Linked DNA regions of Pan troglodytes: region 2 is linked to region 1. The links are chromatin contacts, called in public HiChIP or PLAC-seq maps. All regions are on one chromosome and are shown on one strand. Each heading gives the region's core, a stretch centred on a gene start, on an enhancer-like site or on the middle of the called end of the contact. The rest is flanking DNA. Distances are from core to core; before and after follow the strand shown. Region 1 holds the start of LOC134808989 (sterile alpha motif domain-containing protein 1-like). Region 2 holds the start of TAOK1 (TAO kinase 1).

Evidence for each region. HiChIP or PLAC-seq counts read pairs in DNA pulled down with a chosen protein or histone mark.
Region 2: an H3K4me3 HiChIP or PLAC-seq map of stem cell-derived excitatory neurons shows a contact between it and region 1, with 2.9 times the contacts expected there. The contact joins the promoter of TAOK1 here to the promoter of LOC134808989 in region 1. A contact is called at or near these places in 1 of 7 Hi-C or Micro-C datasets (stem cell-derived neural progenitor cells) and 1 of 1 datasets of contacts at active chromatin or transcription factors (stem cell-derived excitatory neurons).

What each region holds. Positions count from the first base shown.
Region 1 is chr19:38,010,163-38,016,414 of NHGRI_mPanTro3-v2.0_pri, forward strand. It overlaps LOC134808989 (sterile alpha motif domain-containing protein 1-like), which reads right to left and starts at 3,998. Exons shown (of 3, transcript XM_063800066.1): 1 at 3,761-3,998; 2 at 2,984-3,547; 3 at 2,558-2,686. The coding sequence starts at 3,998. The coding sequence ends at 3,090. It overlaps ABHD15 (abhydrolase domain containing 15), which reads left to right and starts at 3,594. Exons shown (of 2, transcript XM_523591.8): 1 at 3,594-4,877. The coding sequence starts at 3,997. It overlaps TP53I13 (tumor protein p53 inducible protein 13), which reads right to left and starts at 2,688. Exons shown (of 7, transcript XM_016932111.3): 1 at 2,416-2,688; 2 at 1,878-1,946; 3 at 1,605-1,646. The coding sequence starts at 1,943.
Region 2 is chr19:38,192,777-38,198,151 of NHGRI_mPanTro3-v2.0_pri, forward strand. It overlaps TAOK1 (TAO kinase 1), which reads right to left and starts at 2,350. Exons shown (of 20, transcript XM_024350393.3): 1 at 1,607-2,350. NUFIP2 (nuclear FMR1 interacting protein 2) reads left to right here and starts at 2,356. Exons shown (of 6, transcript XM_511374.9): 1 at 2,356-2,617. It also overlaps the pseudogene LOC112206218.

The sequences.
Region 1 (6,252 bases), core at 2,748-5,247:
GGGAGGAATAAAGGCTGATGCCATCGGGCAGTGTCTCAGGGGGTGCTGATGCCTGCTGGGGCTGGGAAGATGGCTGGGGGAGTATGGCAGGAGGGCAGGGAGCTGCACTCTCCGAGTCAGGATAGGCCAGGTGTGGAGGAGAATAAACAGGAGCAAAGGGGCTGTGGTGAGGGCGAGGCTGGCACTCATTTGTGTGGCAAACAGCCTGGCACAACTGGAGAGGAACCAAGGATGTGGAGAGGTCAGACGAAGCTTACTTAAGTAAGGCCTGAAAAGCCAGGCCGGAGAATATGGCCACGATAAGGTGGGAAATAAGGAGCCATTGACAGTTTGTGAACAGAGGAATGACTTCATGAAAGGGCTGTTTGAGGAAAGGAATCTGGTAGATGGCGTGAGGCAACAACTCTTGGCCTGGAGCTATTACAGAGAATTTTTTTTTTTTTTTTTTTTTTTTTGAGACAGTCTCGCTCTGTCGGCCAGGCTGGAGTGCAGTGGCATGGTCTCGGCTCACTGCAACCTCTGCCTCCTGGACTCAAGCAATTCTCCTGCCTCAGCCTCCCAAGTAGCTGGGATTACAGGGGTGTGCCACCACGCCCAGCTAATTTTTGTATTTTTAGTAGAGACAGGGTTTCACCATGTTGGCCAAGCTGGTCTTGAACTCCTGACCTCAGGTGTTCCACCCGCCTCAGCCTCCTAAAGTACTGGGATTACAGGCGTGAGCCACCATGCCTGGCCAATTTAAGTTAGGTATTTCAGGCCAGGCATGGTGGCTCACACCTGTAATCCCAGCACTTGGGAGGCTGAGGCAGGCAGATCACTTGAGGTCAGGAGCTCAAGACCAGCCTGGACAACATGGTGAAACCTCGTCTCTACTAAAAATACAAAATTAGCTAAGCTAGGTGGCACACGCCTGTAATCCCAGCTGCTCGGGAGGCTGTGGCATGAGAATTGCTTGAACCTGGAGGCAGAGGTTGCAGTGAGTGCCACTGCACTCCAGCCTGGGCAACAGAGTGAGACTCTATTTCAAATAATAATAATAATAATAAGTATTTCAAAGGAAAAATCAGAGGAGCTGGCGATGAAGATGGAGACGCTGCCACGGAAGCTGAGCCCGCAGTGTGGAGCCTGGCAACTGGAGGCACACTCCTTGCACGATGCAGCTCTGTACTGTACACGGTGCTGGCACATACCCTCCCTCGCTGCTCACAGGTAGAGACAGAATTAATACCCTCTCCTACAGAAAGCTGGGGCCCACAAAGTCAGGAGACTTCCCGCTGTCTTCTCAGGGAGCTGGAGCCTGGGTTTTTTCCAGCTACTCTCAGAGAGAGTTCCACTCACAGCCACTTGTCCGCAGAGCCAGCTACCCAACAGCATCCTGACACAGCATTGCAGATGACAGGCCTATGGCTCACTGTCTTTGAGCCATCTGTCCTGGGGCTGATCTGTCCTGGGCTTGGAGGTGGGGCGGAGAACTAGAACCCTGCCTCTGCCTGAGGGAAGTGGTAAGGAATGGGGCCGATCAGCAGAACAGGCGGCGAAGCCTGCTAGGAGCGCCTGTCTCCAGGCGTGGACACCAAGGGTGGTGGGCCCCTGCTTGTACTCACCTGCCCTGGGCTCACTCGTGTGTAGGTCACTCTTGGTGACACCTATACATGGGGAAAGAACAGAGCTTAGGGCAGTTGGGGGACTCCGTGTGTGTGTGGTGGGGAGCGGACGGCAGGCCCCAAGCGCTAGGCTGGGATGGAGAATTTGGCTACTGAGGACTGAGGAACCGGCAGAGGTCCCCAGATAGTGACTGTGGAGGGTGCGGCGAGAACGGAGCGGGACTGGGCTAGCCTTTCACATCCCTCTCTCCCTGGGCCCTCCAGGGCTCCTACCTGCGGGGGCAGAGGCCACAGGCTCTCGGGACAATGGGCTCCCGCCTCCTCCGCCGGTCCAGCCATCACCTGTGGGTCCAAAGCGAAGAGCTGGGGCGCTGGACACGGCGAGGCCCTGCCCTCTCTCTCCCCAGGCCCAGCCCGCCAGCGGAAGAACTCCGCGTCCCCCTCGGCGCGCCACTCCTTCCAGGACGAACTTTTGGCAAAGCGCTTTGAGCTCCCCGGCCGAGGCCTTCCCAGGAGCGGGTCACCTTACCTCGCTGGGACCCAGGAGCCTCGCCAGGGCTGCCAGGAGAAGCAGTAGGGGCGAAGGCGGAGGAGGCGCCATTCCAAGCGGCCCCGGGCCCGGCCCGCCGCCCAGCCGCTCCGCCAGCGAGGGAGCGCGCGCGTCCCGCCCCTCCAGCCCCGGCGCCCCCGCGCCGCCCACGCCGCCCGCGCGTCCGTTGGCCCTGGGCTCGCGCGCGCCCCTCCCCAGACAGTGGGCCCCCGGTATCGCCCCGCCCCAATGCCCGCCCACAGCAGCGGAGTGTGCGCGCACGCGTCTTAAACCCGAAGCCGGAAAAGTTAAGTGTAGGAGCCGGGTCAGCGCGCAAGGCTCAGTAGGGCAGGCGGGGGACCCCTTTCCTCGTCCGGGGATTCGTCTCAGCAGGTCCCTGCAGTCTGTAGAGCAGCTGCACAGCTGCAGCGCCTGGATGGGATCGTGGAGCGGAGTGTAAGGCCGGAAATGGAATCCCTGTGGACCGGGTGGCCCAGGCCGGGGAGACGGGTACACTCCCCTGGCAAACCCGCTTCAGATTTGTCGGTGTGACCTGCAACGAGAAGAGGGGCAGGATCATGAAGTCAGGAGGAGCTGCTGAAGGGAGAGGGTCCCACCTCTGGAGCTTCGCCGTCGGCCCACCCCGCTCCCGCCCTCGCAAATAGGGTCCAACGCGGAGGAGCCTCGGGAGGTGTCTCCGCTCCCCAAACTCTCCAAACCCAGAAGCCCCGGGAGGCCGGAGCCAGCCGAGAGGCTGCTGTCTTCCCCTCCTCCGCCGTCGCCCAGCGGTGGCAGGCGCGCGTCTAGAAAGAGATTGGTCGCCGCGAGATGGGGACGCCACAGGCCTCACCCCCAGGAGGTGCGCTGGCCGGCCCGCCCCGCAGCGGGGCGCTGGTTCTGGTTCCCTCTCCAGGATTTGGGGGGGAAACGTGGGTAGAGAGCGAGGGTCGAGATGCCTATCCCAAAGCTTGGAAACAGCGAGAACGTGTTATTTCCGTGGTCTCCCATGCACCCCGGTTTACGAGGCGTTCCTTGTAGGTCGGACGGGCATCCCTGTCGCAGGGCGCCTGAGTGTGTCCTTTTCTCCGACTGACTCTCGGAGGCTTGGGGCTGCTGCTTCTGGGGAAGCCACTCCCGGGCTGAGGATTTCCTTGATGTGGAGCCCCGAGCTCGCGGGGACGGGGGCGAGGAGTCCGCGGGACCCGCACTGATGCAGGCGGGGAAGCAGCAGCCTCCCGCCAGCGGCTCAAGACGCCGCGCTCGACCTCTCTAGCCCAGTGCCGGACCCCGCCCAGCCAAGTTATTGCGGGGCTGCGGGGCCGGGCGGGGGAGAGCGGGGCCGCCCGAGGGCAGAGCGCGCGCGCTGCCGCCGCCCCACGGGGCCCCGGGAGCCGGCGCCCGGAGCTGCGACTTACTCACCTCTCCCTTCTGCTTCTTTTCATCGGCCTCTGAGGGCGCAGCGCCCAGGGTCTGGCGGAAGACACTGATGACAGTCGGGTCCCCAAGCCTCGGCCTCCAGTCTCCCCACTTCTCCATGGCCAACACCGCTCTCCCCGGCTCGTGCCCTCCCCACTCCCTTCCGGCTGCCGGCGCGCCCTCCCTCCCTGGTGGCCCCGGCTCCTCTCACCCTCTGCTCCCACTTGTTGCAATTGCTGTACAAAGGGCCGGGGCGGGGTGGGGGGCGGGCGAGGGCAGCCGGGCCCAAACTGGCTGCCTCTGCCCGGCCACGGCCAATCCAGAGCGCGCCCGCGCGGGAGGGCCCTGGGCAGCCGCCGCCGGCGGGCGGAGCCGCGGGCAAAGCGCGGAGCTCGCCGAGTAGACGGCCCCGCCGCCCGCTGCCCGCCGGGGCTCTCCAGCTTCGCCATGCCGCCGTGGGGCGCCGCCCTCGCGCTCATCTTGGCCGTGCTCGCCCTTCTCGGCCTGCTCGGCCCGCGGCTCCGGGGACCCTGGGGGCGCGCCGTCGGAGGGAGGACCCTGCCGGGGGCCCAAGACCGAGGCGACGGGGAGGAGGCGGACGGCGGAGGCCCGGCGGACCAGTTCAGCGACGGGCGCGAGCCACTGCCGGGAGGGTGCAGCCTTGTCTGCAAGCCGTCGGCCCTGGCCCAGTGCCTGCTGCGTGCCCTGCGGCGCTCAGAGGCGCTGGAGGCCGGCCCGCGCTCCTGGTTCTCCGGGCCCCACCTGCAGACCCTCTGCCACTTCGTCCTGCCCGTGGCGTCTGGGCCTGAGCTGGCCCGGGAGTACCTGCAGTTGGCGGACGATGGGCTAGTGGCCCTGGACTGGGTGGTGGGACCTTGTGTTCGGGGCCGCCGTATCACCAGCGCCGGGGGCCTTCCTGCGGTGCTTCTGGTGATCCCCAATGCGTGGGGTCGCCTCACCCGCAACGTGCTCGGCCTTTGCTTGCTCGCCCTGGAGCGCGGCTACTACCCGGTCATCTTCCATCGCCGCGGCCACCACGGTTGCCCACTGGTCAGCCCCCGGCTGCAGCCTTTCGGGGACCCGTCCGACCTCAAGGAGGCGGTCACATACATCCGCTTCCGACACCCGGCGGCGCCGCTGTTCGCGGTGAGCGAAGGCTCGGGCTCGGCGCTGCTCCTGTCCTACCTGGGCGAGTGCGGCTCCTCCAGCTACGTGACAGGCGCCGCCTGCATCTCGCCCGTGCTGCGCTGCCGAGAGTGGTTCGAGGCCGGCCTGCCCTGGCCCTACGAGCGGGGCTTTCTGCTCCACCAGAAGATCGCCCTCAGCAGGTGGGTAACGGAGGCCGCAGACCAGCATGGAAACAATAGAGGGCCTGAGCTGGCTAAGAATCAGAAACAGCTATGCATAGCATTGGAACAGGCGTGGGCCAGTTTGGGCAAAGTTCTCTGAACACATCTTCCAAAGCCTTCCAAACCCTGTAATCTAGACAGAACCGGGGAAGCGGGTTTAAAGGTCATCGATGGACTCAGCTAGTATCACTGTGCTAGAGCAGGGACTCCTGCCCCGGCCCCTTGCCTCATCTCAGCACCCCCTGCTGTATCCTAGCAATCTGAGCACCTGGCCCACGACAGCAGAGATACCTGACATTTACCACTTAGCCCACAGCTTGACAACTCAGCAAAGAGCACTCTGGAAGCAATTGCAAACGATTATCTGCCCAGAATGTTTACTCACAGTCTCTGAGCCTGGAGGTGACAGGAATCAGAAATATGGTGGCATTTGAGGCCAGGTGCAGTGGCTCCCACCTGTAATCCCAGCACTTTGGGAGGCCAAGGCAGGAGGATCACTTCAGCCCAAGAGTTTGAGATTAACTTGGGCAACATAGGAAAACCTGTCTCTACAAAAATTTCTTTTTTTAATTAGCCGGGTGTGGTGGCATGCATCTGTGGTCCCAGCTACTCAGGAGGTTGAGATGGGAGGATCACCGAAGCCCAGAAGTTCGAGGCTGCAGAGAGCCTTGGTCTAGGCTGCACTCTAGCCTGGGTGACAGAGCAACACCCTGTCTCAAAAAAAATTTATATATATATATATATATACACACACACGCATATATGTAGGCATTTATTAAAATCATTATTTTTTTAATTCTTTTTTTTTTAGACAGTCTCACTTTGCCACCCAGGCTGAAGTGTAGTGACATGATCTTGGCTCACTGTAACCTCCACCTCCTGGGTGCAAGCTATTCTCCTGCCTTAGCCTCCCAAGTGGCTGGGGACTGCAGGCGTGCACCACCACACCCAGCTAATTTTTAAATTTTTTTTGGTAGAGGCAGGGTTTCTCCATGTTTGCCAGGCTGGTCTGGAACCCCTAATGTCAAGTGATCCGCCTGCCCCAGCTTTCAAAGTGCTAGGATTACAGGTGTGAGCCACCGTGCCCAGCTGTTTGTTTGTTTTTTGAGGCAAGATCTTACTCTGTCGCCCAGGCTGGAGTGCAGTGGTGGAATCACCACTCATTGCAGCCTTGAGTTCCTGGGCTCAGGTGACATTCCCAGCCTGCACTCTGGCTTTCTTAGGAGATGGCAGAATGAGGTCGAAGTCATTATGGCAACAGTGTGGTGTAGCAGAAAGACCTGGGATGTGGGGGCCAGACCCCCACCTCAGCCTCCCGAGTAGCTGAGACTACAGGCACATGCCACCATGCCCG
Region 2 (5,375 bases), core at 1,100-3,599, 180 kb after region 1:
TGAAAAAAATGTATCATCAGTACATGGAGACTTGAAAACTACTCTTTGGTCACAAAAAGCACTTGGCAGCACATTTCCAGAATGTTTAAATTTTTATTTATTTCTACTCAACTAAGAACAAAACCAACAAGTACTACTGTAAACCAGATAAGATGATCTGCTTTCAGACAAACATGACAGGTAGCAAAAGAAGTGAAAAATGACTGACTACAGAAAATAGATCATAGAATAATTAGGCAGATTAATAAGAACAAAGAAACAGCTGCAGAAAGGTTTGTAACCTTACCATTTAAAAAAAAAATCCAATTTCAATATTATACACAACAGTATCAACCCTAAAAATTCACAGCTTAGGGAGAAATGCCCATCAGACAGGCTGTCTGTATGTAATAATTGTTAATAATTTTTTTTTTTGAAACGGAGTCTCGCTCTGTCGCCCAGGTTGGAGTGCAGTGGCACCATCTCGCCTCACTGCAACCTCCGCCTCCCGGGTTCAAGCGATTCTCCTGCCTCAGCCTCCCGAGTAGCTGGGACTACAGGCGCGTGCCACCATGCCCGGCTAATTTTTTGTATTTTTAGCAGAGACGGGGTTTCACCGTGTTAGCCAGGATGGTCTCGATCTCCTGACCTCGTGATCCGCCCGCCTCGGCCTCCCAAAGTGCTGGGATTACAGGCGTGAGCCACCGCGCCCGGCCAATAATTCTTCATGAACTACAAAAGTCATAGAAAAAGAAAAGGGAAATGAGGATGAGGAGGTACAAAATTATTTTATTTGAATACTAACTAAAATCCAACCTGCTCACAAAAAAATGTCAATCCAGACATCTCTCAAAAAGAGAGACATCAAAACTGTTCTAACAGGAGAGGTGTCCCTCTCGAGAAGTCATATCCCCCAACAATAACACCAGAACAGATACACTTCCCATGGACAGATCTCAGGGGAAGAGTATTAAAACGATACTGTCGTCGATTTAAAACCAAAGGAAAAAGAGTAACCTTTTCAAGGGAAGCGCCATTAGTTCCCTCTCCTGCTCCCCCTCCCTTCTGTGTATACATGGGTCTGTGTATGAAGAAACTGCCTTGGACTTCTGCAGCATTGCAGTAGACTAGAGGATGGGGAAGGGGGAAGGGTACGGGGAGAGAAACGCTTCCATCGCCCCTACAGAAGAGGGGTATAGATTTCCTGTGCTAGGGGGTGGAATCCACCCAGCAAGCCACCCAGAGCAGTCTCCCTTCCCAAGAATACACAGACACTACAAAGGAGAAGAGGAGCAAAGGCACCAGAGGGGAAAGGGACCTCGCGCCTTTAAACCGGGGTGCACATCAACCCAGTCTCCCTGTGAGGGCCACACCTTCCTCGAAACATCCCCCTTCCACCACCCCTTCCGGTGACCCTCAGGAAAAAGGAATGGAATTGCTCTCGCCCCTTAAAACCGGAGAGCGCCCAGCTCACCAGCTTCTTCACCCCACCCACAGAATCACAGACCCTCCTTTTCTCCCTCCCCCACCCCACTCCCACATCCCTTCTTCCACACACAGGCCCGAGTGGGCCGAATTTCCCCGCCCCCCTCTATATCCCCCTTTCCCAAAGCAGAGGTGCCCTTACCCTTTCGCCGACAGGTCTGGGGCGGAGCAGGCAGGCGCAGCCCCCTGCAGCGCTCCGGTAGCCGCTACCCTGGAGGGTGAGGAGTGAGGAGGAGGAGGGGGCCCGGCGACAGATCGCCGCCCCCCACCCCCGAGCCCCAGCAAGCCGCCCAGCCCAAGCTCTGCAACAAGGGGCGGCGGCGGCGGGGCGGGGGGGGGGGGGGCGAGGGGACGACCGGGGTCGAGGAGGCGCCCTCAGCGCTTGGGCTCAGTTAAGATGGCGCGGGGAAGTGCCGGGAGCCGTCTCCGTCGCCGCCTCGGGGGAACCGGCCCGGGCCTCGGCCGCCTCTAGTCCTCACACAGCCGAGGCCCTCTCGGTCCCCCGCCGCGGCCCCTCGGCGGGCGGGCCCACGCGCAGCCCTCCGCCACCAACACCACCCCTGGTAAGGAGGCGCTCACAAAGGGAAGGGAGGCCGCGGGCCGGCCGGCGGACGGCGGGGCGGGGTCCCCCGGGGCCGGGAGGCCTCAGATGTTCGCGAGTGCCTAGTGCTTTCGGCCCGCGAAGGGCGCAGGGCGAGCGGGACCCCTCCTCTCTCCTCAGGCAGGCGGCGGCACCGACTCAGTCTCTTTGCCACCCTCCCTCTCTCTCCCCGAGCCCTGAAGCCACAGAGCCCGGCCGCTGCCCAGCTTCCCCCCCTTTACCCGACACCACTCCCCTCCTCCCGACCGTCATCCCCCGTCTCCGATCTCGCGAGATTTCCCGCCTGACAGGCCGGACCCTGCGCGAGACACGACTACATGCGCGCGCGCGCGCCCTCACAGGAGCGCGCAAGGCTTGCTACGGGCAGAGTTGTCCCGGTGGCCCGGAGTCCCAGCCTCTGTCCAGCATGGCCTCACTGAGTTCGCGGAGCTTCTAATGCCACGCGGGCGTCAGGTGCATTCATTTCACCCCGGAGATCTGAAGAAGAAGAGTTTTTCTGCACTCCCCTTCCTTCCTGCTTCCCACCTCCAAAGCCCGCCACTGATCCTGCGAGTAAGTTTGCCCTGAAGTGTGGAATATCCCATTCCTGCACAACTCGGTTCTACACCCCCTCCCCCGTGGGATTCAGAGGTACACTGGGCAGCTCAATCAGTATGCAGTTGAGTTTTTGAGATTCTAATAGTTGATACTAATTCTTGGAACGACAGTAAGACTTGGAAATACAGATCTAAGCCACCCTATATATTGGTGATGTAGAAAAGAGATAACTTCTTGAAAAGTGTCTGTGAGTTTAGTAGGTTGAGTAATGAGAAGTTTTGGAACAAGAGCAGCAAACAAACTAAAGACTCCTATGCAAAGAAGAAGTAGAGTTTTTATTCTTTTATCTCAAAACTTTTTTTTTTTTTTTTTTTTAGGGAAAACTCCCTCAGTACTTATTCAAGAACCTAAAAGTGTAAGGCCGGGCGCGGTGGCTCACGCCTGTAATCCCAACACTTTGGGAGGCCGAGGCGGGCGGATCACGAGGTCAGGAGATCGAGAGCATCCTGGCTAACACGGTGAAACCCCGTCTCTATTAAAAGATAGAAAAAAATTAGCCGGGCGTGGTGGTGGGCGCCTGTAGTCCCAGCTAGCTACTCGGGAGGCTGAGGCAGGAGAATGGCGTGAACCCGGGAGGCGGAGGTTGCAGTGAGCCGAGATTGCGCCACTGCACTCCAGCCTGGGCGACAGAGTGAGACTCGTCTCAAAAAAAAAAAAAAAAAAAAGAGAACCTAAAAGTGTACACAAAGTGTAGTCATAAAAAATCTTGGTTCTTTAACCAACAAAACGACTGAAATAAATAAACCTGTTATATGAGTTTCATGAATAAAAATTAACTCTGGGCCGGGCCCGGTGGCTCACGCCTGTAATTATAGCACTTTGGGAGGCTGAGGCGGGCGGATCACCTGAGGTCAGGAGTTCGAGACCAGGCTGGCCACAGTAGATCTGTGCTCAAAGGAAGGAGCATGTTGATCAGGCCTAAGCAATCCGTGTATACAGTGTATGTATGACCTTCCTCTAGTCTGGCTCAGGGATGGGCACATGATCCAATTAGAGCCAATGGGTACAATAAGATTTTCTCTGGCTTTTTGGGAAAGAAACTTTCTTATTTTCTCCCAAAAATGTAATATATATATTGAACTCCCAAAATGGAGTCCAGTGGTGTGATCCTGGCTCACTGCAACCTCTGCCTCCCAGGATCAAATGATTCTGCTACCTCAGTCTCCCAAGTAACCGGAACTACAGGCATATGCCACCGTGCTGGCTAAGTTTTGTATTTTTTGTAGAGATGGGTTTCGCCATGTTGCCCAGGCTGGTCTTGAACTCCTGGCCTCAAAGGATCCACCTGCTTCGGCCTCCCAAAGTACTAAGATTACAGATGTGAGCCACCGTGCCCAGCCTATGATTTTTCAATGAGCAATAATCACACCTCGGATAAATCTCATTGGCTACAATACTGCCACTGCGCAAAGTTTCTGAAATTTGATGATGATGATAATAACAAAAATAGTGAAATAGTTAACACGTATTGAGTGCTGATTATATGCCAGAGAGAGTTCTAAACACTCTACTTATTTACTCCTCACAATAACCATATTGGGTGGGTATAATTATTATTCCTTTTTAGAAATGGTGGAACTGGGCCTGGCGCGGTGGCTCATGCCTGTAATCCCAGCACTTTGGGAGGCTGAAGTGGGCGGATTACCTGAGGTCAGGAGTTCGAGACCAGCCTGGCCAACATTGTGAAAAAAATTAGCCGGGCATGGTGGTACACGCCTGTAATCCCAGCTACTCAGGAGGCTGAGGCAAGAGAATTGCTTGAGCCCAGGAGACGGAGGTTGCAGTGAGAGGAGATCGTGCCACTGCACTCCAGCCTGGCCAACAGAACGAGACTCTGTCAAAAAGAAAGAAAGAGAGAGAGAGAGAAAGAAAGAAAGAGTGGCACTGAGGCACAGAGAAGAATTTTGATTAACTTGTCAAAGTTCTTATAGCCAGTTTGTGGTGAAGCCAGTTGTCAAATTCAGCTTTCATCCAGAACCACTGTGTTCTTTTTTTTCTTTTTTTCTTTTTTTTGAGACAGAGTCTCGCTCTATCGCCCAGGCTGGAGTGCCGTGGCGCGATCTCAGCTCACTGCAATCTCTGCCTCCTGGGTTCAAGCAATTCTTCTACCTCAGCCTCCTGAATAGCTGGGACTACAGGCGCGTGTCACTGCGCCCGGCTAATTTTTGTGTTTTTAGTAGAGACCGGGGGGTTCACCATATTGGCCAGGCTGGTCTCGAACCCCTGATCTCATAATTCACCCGCCTTGGCCTCCCAAAGTGATGGGATTACAAGCATGAGTCACCGTGCTTGGTCTATATTCTTTTTTTTTTTTTTTTTTTTTTTTTGGGACGGAGTCTCGCTCTGCTGCCCAGGCTGGAGTGCAGTGTCACGATCTCAGCTCACTGCAACCTCCACCTCCCGGCTTCAAGCAATTCTCAGAGCCACTACATTCTATCTCCTTGAGAGAATGTAAGGACTGGAATTGCTATTGCCTTTTGCTGTGAAGCCCCAGAACAAAGGCAACTCAGTGGGAAACACATTCTGGAGATAAAAAAGGATCACTGAAGCCCTGGAACTAACTCTGTCTGGTCAGTCCTGACCCTGGAGTTTTTAGCATTTGTGTGCTAAAACATTCCTATTTTTCTTAAGCTAACGTTGGGTCTGGTTCTCTTTTGTTTGCAACCAAATAGTCCTCACACAGAACTGTTTATTTTTTGGCCTTTCCCACCAG